Linked DNA regions of Mus musculus: region 2 is linked to region 1. A link is a contact called in public Hi-C data. All regions are on one chromosome and are shown on one strand. Each heading gives the region's core, a stretch centred on a gene start, on an enhancer-like site or on the middle of the called end of the contact. The rest is flanking DNA. Distances are from core to core; before and after follow the strand shown.

Evidence for each region. Hi-C and Micro-C count contacts between places; a contact is called where the count stands out from the background.
Region 2: a Hi-C map of the MNK3 cell line shows a contact between it and region 1, with 2.6 times the contacts expected there. The contact joins two enhancer-like sites. A contact is called at or near these places in 1 of 484 Hi-C or Micro-C datasets (the MNK3 cell line) and 2 of 9 other capture datasets (adipose tissue and pancreatic islet).

What each region holds. Positions count from the first base shown.
Region 1 is chr5:75,655,813-75,661,485 of GRCm38.p6, reverse strand. Kit (KIT proto-oncogene receptor tyrosine kinase) reads right to left here. Exons shown (of 21, transcript NM_001122733.1): 21 at 4,764-5,673. Among named protein-coding and RNA genes, the nearest start is that of Gm32558, 17 kb to the left of the region's middle. Within about 2 kb of position 2,580, at least 2 of the 459 cell types and tissues checked have an H3K27ac peak or open chromatin away from gene starts, as enhancers often do. A contact at or near this core is called in the MNK3 cell line, where this site is marked.
Region 2 is chr5:75,777,859-75,783,531 of GRCm38.p6, reverse strand. No RefSeq gene overlaps it. Among named protein-coding and RNA genes, the nearest start is that of Gm32558, 110 kb to the right of the region's middle. Within about 2 kb of position 2,966, at least 6 of the 459 cell types and tissues checked have an H3K27ac peak or open chromatin away from gene starts, as enhancers often do. A contact at or near this core is called in the MNK3 cell line, where this site is marked.

The DNA.
Region 1 (5,673 bases), core at 1,331-3,830:
TCAAATGATCAATAGATCCAGAAAGAGCCCAAAGACAATCTGTGAGTGAATCTGTGCAATGAAAATGAAAGGTGTGGCTTCATTTCAGGAGGCCAGAACAACTGACAATCATCTGATTAAAAATCACAATATCTCCTAACTGGAAAGTTTCAGAATGACAGTAATTTGAAACCCAATCGCAGGGATTAAATGCACAATAAAGTCATCAAATATACACTTTTCATTGGCTTATTAGTTTCATCTCAATGAAAGAAGTAAACATATTTTCCAAAGGCCCGGAGCTGAAAGGGGATCCAGGAAATAGGAATAGGAAATGTGTTCCATGCAGCATAGAATGTCAAGAAGAAAGTAAATGAAGAACAGAGCGGGTGCTCAAAGACACGGACGAAGGAGGAGAGTAGCTAAGATGCCGCAAAGTCCCAGAAGAAGAAAGGCAGGACGTGGGTACAGACAAGTTCAAAAGAACTGATAATTTTCCATCACTGATTAAAAGTGAGCAAGCAAAGTGCAGATAGACTCATGAAATCCATTATATAAAAAGGAGCTCAAGTTTGCATATATCATAATAAAGTATTAAGCTCCAAAGACAAAGAGAAATATAAAAATAAAGATGTAAATATCCTCAGAACAGACTGAGCTGACTTCTGAGCTTCTGTGTGTGTGTGTGTGCATGTGTGTGTGTATGTGTACGTGTGCGTGTGTGTGTGCGTGTGTGTGTGCGTGTGTGTGCGTGTGTGTACATGTGTGTGTATGTGTACGTGTGTGTGCATGTGTGTGTGTACATGTGTGTGTGCGTGTGTGTGCATGTGTGTGTGTATGTGTACGTGTGCGTGTGTGCGTGTGTGCGTGTGTGCGTGTGTGCGTGTACGTGTGTGTGCATGTGTGTGTGTACGTGCGTGTGTGTGCATGTGTGTGTATGTGTACATGTGCGTGTGTGCGTGTGTGCGTGTGTGCGTGTCTGTGTGTGTACATGTGTGTGCATGTGTGTGTGTACGTGCGTGTGTGTGCATGTGTGTGTGTACGTGTGCGTGTACGTGTGCATGTGCGTGTGTGCGTGTGTGTGTGTACGTGTGTGTGCATGTGTGTATGTGTACGTGTGTGTGCGTGTGTGCATGTGTGTGTGTGTGCATGTACGTGTGTGCGTGTGTGTGTGCGCGCGTGTGCGTGTACATGTGTGTGTGTGCGTGCGCGCGTGTGTGTAGGGGGATGTGGTTGTGTGCTCTTCTGCATACGTGCATAGGTGCACATCATGTGCCCACGCATGAGTGTAGAGTCCCAAGGTTGATGGTCGGTGTTTTGCTATTAATTTCCACTTTGTTTTTTAGTACAGAGTCTGTCACTGAACCTGGAGCTCACCAATTTAGCCATATTGGCTAATCCAGAAAGACCCTCCTGTTTCTGCCTCTCTAGTGCTGAGATTACAGGCCTACAAAGGCTCGCCTGGCTTTTATACCGGTGCTGGGGATTGAACTGGGGTCTAACTGGGGTCTTCACGCTTATGCTGCAAACACTTCTAACTTCAGAGTGATCTCCCAACCTCATGAGCTGACTTCTCTAATGACGAAAACTGGAAGCAGGTGAAAGCAAACAGGCTCTAGTCATCACACTTCAATCCAGCACCAAGGTAAGAGTATCAAGACCGTTGGAGAAGTAATTTAGACTAAGGGGCTTTGCCACATGCAGTAACAATTTAAAAAGATAACATCAAAATTACTCCTTGGAATTTGCCATAACTGAAACTGCTCCTTTCTCCTGTGTGCCAAATCTTGGATGGTCAATGGTCAACTGAACACACACCATACCCAAATCAAAATATGGTAACTCAACACCCAGACAAAGTTTACCTGATTTAACATACCAACCAAAGGGACATGGGAATTTTAGATGTGCAATAATAACTCATGATGTTACGAGGTGGTGGTGAGGCAGGCCAGTCTCCCTCAGGCCAAAGCATGGGCTACCTGGGTTGGACCAAAGAAGGGCTGGGATGGATGTCTTTCCAGGACACGAAGGTGGGAGATGTCAACATGGGAAAATCTTCAGTATTTGCCATGATTAAAGAGAAGATTCAGATCTAGATGTAGGTTATAATTCCACAGACTGCTAAGGGAGACGTCTTCAGGCACTCATAACCTTTTGTGTTGGGATTCATTTTTTGTCAACTCAACATAAGCTAGAGTCATCTGAGAAGAGGGACCCTCAACTGAGAAAATGTCACCATTAGATTTTGTTTGTAGGCAAGTCTGAGGAACATGGTTTTGACTAATGATTGACAAGAAAGGCCCCAACCTCTTGTGGGCACTACCACTACTGGGCAGGTGGCATATAAGAAAGCACACTGAGCAAGCCAGAAGGAAGAAGCCAGTATGCAGCAGTCCTCCACATTCTAAGATTTCATTCCTGCATCCAGGTTCCTGCCTGGACCTCCTTTCATGATGGAGAACTGTAAACTGAAACAAACTTTCCTCCCTGAGTCATATTTTGGTTGTGGTATTTTACCACAGCCATAGAAAACCATGCTAGAACCATCTCCCAAGGACCGCATGCTTTGATACTGGGCCAGTACATACCAGGGAACGGGTGGGCACTATGTTAATTGACTTCAAGACTAGATAAAGTGGGGAGGGCAGAGGTAGGAGCCAGAATGACTATAGTTGAAGGCAGAAGCATGGAGTCCAGGAATTGAGGGGCAGCTGCCGACTGGGATGGGTTTGTTGATCTTGCATGATGGGGACTTAGGAGACAGGAGATGCGAGGCTGACACTGGCAGTGGAAAAGGAGCGGGGTATACTTAGGGACTAGTGAACATGGAAGTGAAGCCTGAGTGACTGTAGAAAAGGTTGGAATTTTTATAAGAGCATAGAAATCTCAACTGCAAAGTCATCTCATGCCAGGACAGCGGTCCTCAACCTGTGTGTCACAACCTCTCTGGGGGTCAAATGACCCTTTCACAGGGGCTACCCAAGACCATCAAAAACACATAGTTACATTACAATTCACAACAGTTGTGAAATTACAGTTATAAAGTAGCAAGAAAAATAATTTTATGATTGAGGGTCACCACAACATGAGGAACTGTATTAAAGGGTCGCAGCGTTAGAAAGGTTGAGAGCCACTAATTTAGGAGGAAGATACTACTTGGAAGTGATCTTTGAATCTCTATGACTTGAGCTGTCCTTCTAGGGCTACTAAGCCTAATTTACCACACTGAGTGGTATATAAGGGAGGTGGCTTTAAAGATTATGTACCAGTGCATCATGGTACTTGTAGTCCTATGAAACCTATATTTCAAGAGCCAATCAGCTCAAATTCACACCCCAGTAAATGGTAAAGACAGGGCTAATGTCAAGATTAGAACTCAATTTGAGCTTGAAGGAGGGCCTGGGGCAGTGGGGAAAATCATGACAGGCTAATAACATGAGCTCCTCAACTGCTTCCAACTCAAGATCTCAAACCCAGGAGGGCTAACTAAATGACAGCGGAAGCATTCTGCAAGAAAAGGCCCCTTTGTTCTATAGTCAGTTAACATTCATTCCTGTTTGTCACAAGGCAGTGGCCATCACCTGACTGAAACGTAGCATAACTGTCTGTCCGTCTGTCTTCCCCATTACTGCCTGCCATTGAGACCTTCCTAGCCACAAAAATCCCCTCCTGACTCGAAAGGACTTGTCTTCATCCAAGCTCACCTCCCAACCTTTTCCTATCCCTTAGAGGATACTTCTGCAAGTGTATATGCCTATACAGGGAGTCAAGACTGCTGGTGTTTGGGCTTCTAACCCATTCTAGTGTGTGTGGGGGAGGTGGGGTGGGGTTATGTGTGCTGAGTGTGCTGCCACATGCATGTGGAGGTCAGAGGGCAACCTCAGGTTACACTCCTTAGGCACTGTTCTTTGTTTTTTCGAGGCAACTTCTCTCACTGGTGAGGCCTTGACTACTCGAGGCTAGACTGGCTAGCCAGGAAGCCTCATAACTCCTCCTCCACCTCCTTAGCACTGAGATTACAGGTATGTATCAGATTTATAAGTTTGTGTTACCACACAAGGGTTTCCCCCACTCCCTCCCTCCCTTCCTTCCTACCAGGCTACATGGTATAGGGAGGCTTTCTCAGACAGTTCCAATGGTCTGGTTGGTGCCCTATGGTGCCATGGGACGATCCAGCCACAGAACACTCTCCTCATATACCTACCACAGGTCTCCAAGTGAGAGCACTAAACTCTTCTGGAAGCTAGTAAGACCAGAACCATGTCATCAGAAGGCTGATGGTGGGGCAAGAGTGTCTATCTTCCCTCACGCTGACATCACTTCAATCCCTACACCAACAAGAACATAAACTGCTTTCTCCAGCTCCCTGGTCTCGCCTTGTTCATTACTACTGAAGCTAATTTTTAGTCACTCTGTTTTAGGAGAAAACATGCTGTGTGCGTTAGCTTGGACCACATGAGATCGCTGTTATTTACTGTTATTTTCTAACAAATACTCACTTCCCATGAACCAACCAAATGTTAATCATAGCTATGTGGAAAACTCTCAAAGTGTTTTCTACATTTCTCAACTTAAATAGAGACCTCCGGGTCGTGAGGATAAATTTTAAAAGAACCCAAAATAGCACACACTAAAATTACTAATAAATCTCTATTGAATTTTCAAGGATCTAAACCCTAATGTGACAATGAGAATCCTGCATGTATTTACACAAATGTTGTACACAACACTTTCTGATTGAGTGAATAAATGTACCTTTAAAAAACAAACAGAAAAATTTATTTGATTTATATATTTACATTTTTATTAGAATTCTTCAGAACTGTCAACAGTTGGACAACATATCAGAAAAAACCCACATGTAACGTGACATGTTTAAACTTGCACAGCGTATTATTTACACATAAAGTTACTGTATATATAAAAAATATTTTCAGGGACTCATGGGCTCAGGAATATTCAAAAGACATTATTGCTACATTTCAATATTTACAAAAAAAGCCACATAATAATTCCAAACATCAAGCAACTGAAAGAAACATCTGACATCTGATGTAAAAAAAATTATAAAAATATAAACTTTCAAGAATATCCAAGACAAAATTCTCAATGGTGTGGCCCCTTAAGTACCTGACATCCATATTAACAGCTATTCTCCTTACTCTAACTGAAGTCATTAGGAATACAAAGACATGTTTCAAACAGAGCGCGGTAACTGGTGACAGTCTCGTACATGACAACAGGACCTCCAAACCAGCTTACTTTGGAAAGGTGCAAGAGTGTAGCACTCAAGTGCAAACGATCACTTCTTCCAGGTTCATGGCCACACGGCCTAAAGGATAAAGGGCAGGAGGGGGTGGGGAAAACCGTGAAGGCAACATACCTGAATCCTGTAAGGACAACACATGACCACGTACACACTGAACCCTTTATGTTGGACAGTGATCATGGGTGGTGTGGGGGAGGGCAAGGACAAGGGAACCTCTGGGCCCTGTCTACGGGGTACACTTTAAATCTGTTTCCCTGGATTGGCAGCATTACATAAGGTCTAATGAATGGGTCTACGATAAGAGTGTTGTTAAATACAGGAGGACTCCAAATAAAGAGGTCCTTCGGCACTTCACTCCGCTAAGCCTCTGTGGCGGCTTTGAGTAAATTCTAGACAGTGAGCGACATGCAGGGAAACTGGAG
Region 2 (5,673 bases), core at 1,717-4,216, 120 kb before region 1:
GAAGCAGAGCTTAGCTGGAGGCCTCAGGTCTTCAGTGTCTTTCTTCCCACCACAGCATGAGAAGACACACCTCTGACACACCCTCCTGACATGACGTGCAGCCTCCCACAGGAAGCTCAGAGCTACAAGCTACTGAAGGCTGTTTCATAGGGACACAATGGATCAGCCGAAACATGACCTGTGTCAGAATAAACCTTTGCTTCTCCCAAGCTGATGTTCTCGGGTACCTGTTACATCCAAGCAGCTCAGAGGTCCTACTGCCTCATAATCCCACAACTGGACACGAGTGGTTTTTCCACCTTACTTCTTAACTTCTAATTTTTGCATATTGTCCCTGCCATAGTGTGCATCTATAGTCTGTTTCCCTAATTCCCCTCTCCCATCCATGTTTGCCTTGCAAGTGTATTATGAATACATTAATAGACAATGTCTGAGACTTATAAACACACCTATGCCTCTCCTATTTCTGTCACTGACTTTTATCTGTTAGCTGAGACTCCTTCCACATTTTATCATTGTCCTGAATGAGAACGAGGGAACAATGGTGTCCCCCCAACCCCAGCAAGTCCACTGTCATCAAACATGCATGTGGTTCTACAATGGTATTCTATCAAAAGTCACATTGTGCTTGCTATTTTATTCTACATTCAACATTAATATTAAATTCCTTTGAAGGCAGAGACTAACGTGTCTGTCTCACTGTACCCTTGGTTAAGTGGAAGCATGATATGTGCCAAGTATTAATATTTATTAAATAGCTTGAGTTGAAGAACTCACTCAGTTTTTCCTCTTAGGAAAGCTGTCATGCTTACCTGTTACAGGAAAATGTAGTATTCCAGTTCACCAAATAAACGCTATCTACAACGTGCTGAGTTCACATTTTAGAGTAAAGAGAACGGGTAGAAGCCACTTCTAAATGTAGTTACAAATGCCATTGGAGATGACGTTTTAAAACAAGTAAGTAAAATATTTCTTTTTATTTTATATGTATTAGTGTTTTGCCTGTATTGATATAAATGTGCTGTCTGGTACCCTCAGAAGCCAAGAGATGACCCAGGATCCCCTAAAACTGCAGTGACAGACAGTTGTGAGCCACCGTGTAGGTGCAGGGAATCAACCCCGGCCCTCGGCAATAGCAGTCAGTGCTCTTAAACACTACATCACCCTCCAACCACTAAACAAGTAACTTTAAAATGTGGGAAGTGCCATGAAGATCCAAGAAATGCAGTTCACAGGAATGCAGTGGGGTCCCTTGTTTGTTCACCCTTCAGGGCTACATCCTATGAGCATGCACGTCTATGACCCTTTGCAGACTGTAAAAGTGCATTGGCATCACTATCTGAGCAGCGCATCTTAGCGTAAGTTTCCCTTTTTAATATATATTTTATATAATAATATATACTTTATTATATATGTATGTATAGAGACAGTGTGTGCATGCCTTTATATGTGTGTGTGTGTGTGTGTGTGTGTGTGTGTGTGTGTGTGTGTGAAAGTGTGGTGTGTGATGTGTGTGTGTGTGTGTGAAAGTGTGGTGTGTGCGTATGTGTGTGATGTGTGTGTGTATGTGTGTGTGGTGTGTGTGTTTAGTGTACTTGTTCTGATGTGTTGATGTGAAGGACAGAGGCCAGCATTGGTTGCCTTCCTCAGTTGTACCTTGTACTCTGACACAGAGTCCCTCACTAAATCCAGAGCTCACTGATTTGAATGGCTAGCCAGTGAACTTCAGGAGTTTGCCTGTCTCTGGCCTCCAAGGCCAGGATTCCAGGCATGCAGTACCATGTGTAATGCCTGACACATACATGGGCACTGGAGAGTCGAACTCCCAGATCCTCAGGCATGCACAGCAAACACCCAAGAGCCATCTTCCCAGTCCCTGATGGACATGTTTTTGTTGTGTGTGTATGTGTGTATGTTTTCTTTGCTTGTTTGTTTGCTTGTTTGTTTGAGACAGATTTTCAATGGATGGTCCAGGGTGCCTACAACTAGGCTAGGTTGCCCAGGTATTGGCCTGGCACTCTCAGCCATCCTTCTGCCTCAGCTTTCCTAGTGCTTGGATCATAGACGTGAGTCACTGTGCCTGGCTCTTAGTATCAGTATCTATTAATTTTTTTTCTTGACTATGAGTCAGAATTTCTTGTTTCTTTGTACACCAAACTTTTTTTCTTTTTTCTTTAGACTAGGTATTGTGACTGCTGGGTTGTAGAATCTGGAATCTGTTATATTCCTTCAAGATTACTGGTTTCTTTAGTTTCCTGTAAGCTGCTGGTTTATTGGCTGGATACATGAAACGTGGTAGAATTGATGCCATGATTCGTTATCACAGATTCATTGAAAACCTACAGTTCCTAAGCTCCTTTAACTTTATAAAATTCAACTTCCAAATCTTTTCCCAGTCAGACTTCCTGTGGGCTCCACTCATGCGTATGAGTCTGAGTCTGAGGTCCATCTTCCTCAAAGCCTTCAACCAGAGTTCTCTATCTGAACGGGTATGACATGAGGAATTGTTTTGGTTATTATTTTCTCAATTTTTTCAGTGGACGATATGTTTCAGCATCCCTTAGAACCAAAGTTAAGTCATCAACCCAAACCCTGTGGACAGCATCTAACCCACCCCTTCCTTTAAGACAATTGTGCTGTCATTGCTTGTATGCGCACATACACCACATCCTTGGTTTTGACTTTTGGTCTGCAAAGCCCACAAAGATGCCCTCTCTGTTCCTTTAGAAACAAGTTTGGGGACATTTGTTCTGGATGCTGAGAAGGGTACCCTTCATACTGGTGTATAGCTGGCTTCATTCTCTGCCAGATCTCCACTGGGCAGACTGGTAGGGATAACACTTACTCTGGAGGACTTTGCTGTCTCTGTTATTAAGGAGGTGCTATCAAAACAACCTCTTTGTGCAGCTGAGCTGACAGGCTCACAGTGGCCAGTGTGGTTTGACCTTCAAGATCTTAGGAGTCAGTGTCTGAGGTTTGCCCTTTGCATGTTTGCATGTTTACACACTTGACTAGTTCTTGGTCGAGTGTGTAAGGGAATGTGAGGGAAGGGACTCAGTTGGTAAATGCTGGTTGCATAAGCACAAGGAACTCATCTCTAGGACCAAGATGCGGACCTGATCTAGGATCTCTAGGACTCATGTAAAACACTGAGTCCAGTGCTGTGTTTGTACTCCCAGCACTGGAAGCAGGTGGGGTGAGACAGTCAGATCCATGGAACTCACTGGCCAACCAGCCTAGCAAAGCCTCGAGATCTGGTTCAGTGAGAGCGCTGTCTCAACAACTAAGATGAGAAATAATTAAGGAAGACATTCAGGGTTGACCTCTGGTCTCTATGCACAGGCACACAAAGGTTCATATGCACATACATAACTGTGTATATGCATATACCATACATACACAGTTACACATGCCTACACACACGTGCACACACAAGTATATAAGGATAAAACTGACAGAAATTCTGCGTTCTCCCTCTTCTCTTTAGCCCTATTTTACGGACTGAAGTTTATGTCCCTCTAAAATTCGCAAATTGGATCCCTAACCCCATGGTGATGTTACTTGCTAGTGAGGTGTTTGAGCGGCACTCAGGTTCAGATGAGGTTATGAGGGTGGAGTCTCCCATGATAGGACTGGTGAGATCAGAGCTCACTCTGCTGTGAGGACACAGTGGGAAAGGAGCCCTGGCAGCCTGGATGAAGCCCTTCTCTGGGCCTTGCCCTTGAACTCCTCAGCCTCCAGGCCTGGGAGAGATTAATTCTGAGGCTAGAGTATTTTGTTATCACAGTTGGAGTTAATGAAAACAACTCTCCTGTGGCTTCCTGGTGTCTCAGCTGCTCTGAAGACTGACCTCTGCCTCCTTAGTGGGGAGAGCACCCTGTCTAGGAAGATCACTGTATTGCATTGATCTATTTGGATGGATCCCTATCCTCGATGTAGCTCTCTGTCCTCCAGCCCTTCCAGCCTCTGCTTAAGGGCCACTCTGCCTGAACACCCAGAATGCTTCACACCAACTCCTGCATCTATCTCATCTATCTTCTAAAGTAAAATGACAACCCATAAAGGTTTTCTAGGATTCCCAGCCCAGGCAATACAGACAGTGGAGCCTAAACAGATAGAAAATGGTTAGCTGTAGAATCGTGAAGACCTGACAGCCATATTCATGGAAAACACTAATTTGGGTATTTCAGAATCACCAAAAGTGCATAAAAGCATGCACTATATGATCATATATATATATATATATATATATATATATATACACATATATATACACACACACATACACACACATATATATACACACATATATTTTGTTAGATATATATGTGTATATATGCTATATCACATGTATATGGTATATAATATACATATATACTTACATATCATATATTTATGATATTTATATGTATGATATATAGTCTAGATATATCTAATATATAATATTAGATAATGTTATATATACACAATCTAATATATAGTATATAACATGTTATATATAACATATGATATATTATATACATAAATATATCTGTATGTATATATACATATGTTAGATATATACAACTATAAGTTTGCCTAATTATGTATTCCAATGATACTTTGGGGGAATCCTCATACAATCAATCTAATCCTATGTTTTAAGCATGAACATTCAAGATTTCATTCATTGATCTTTCTCTCTTCTTTACCAACTGACAGGCACCTTGCAAGTCTCACTTCGGCAGAAATATCCCCTCACGGATGCAGGATTATCTTCATTCCTGGTTGCAGATCAGTGGGCTGTGACCTCTTTTCTGGGATTCCTCTCCTGATTCCCATCTTGATTGTGTCTGTTTCTTCCATGGCCACAACTAGTAGTTCACTGTTGTTGGCTTGTTAATTTCTCAGTCATCTTGTGGGCTAGTTTCAAAAGACATATGTTTTTTTAAATTAAACATATATGTACAATTATGTAAACTAAATTTAAAGATTATTATTTAATTCAATAATGCAAATATTCAAAATCTGTGACTTTCTAACTCCTCTGTTACCTGTGTTTGTGAGTAGTTACCTCTTTTGTATATATGAATGATGGTATGTAAGTCCAGTATGCAAGAGCACCTGCTGTACATTGCTAACTAGATTTGAGCCACAGTTGAAAGGTTTGCTACATACTACAAATAGGTTTACTTCTCCTTAAAACATCCTCAGACATTTCTGAGAAGAGAAACATCTAGCCACAGCTGCTATATCTGGCTCCCCTTCGGCTCTGTTAGATTCTACAAGGCTCTGGGTTCACTGTACCCTCCTCTTGGGTCTCCAGGTTGAGGGATGGTAATATTACTTTTCTGTTATCAGAATTTTTATTGATTCTCTTTCCATCCGCTCCTCTTTTCACAATAGTCTTTTTCGTAGATGCTCTTCAGTTACATCCTTGTGAGTAACTAGATGTCCTGCTGGAAACTGAATCATGGTCAGATAGATGGATTTCCAGAAGTGCCGTTGGAAGGACACATCTACCAAAACATGTAAATAATGTCTACATAAAAAAGATTCATAAATTAAATACATTTAGGAAAACATAATCCAACAAAAAAGCAAGAATTCTTTCTTATAGAACATCTCAAAGGCTCTAACATAGATAATATTATTGAAATTTACTTTAGGCTTCTTGGCTATGGTTTCCATATA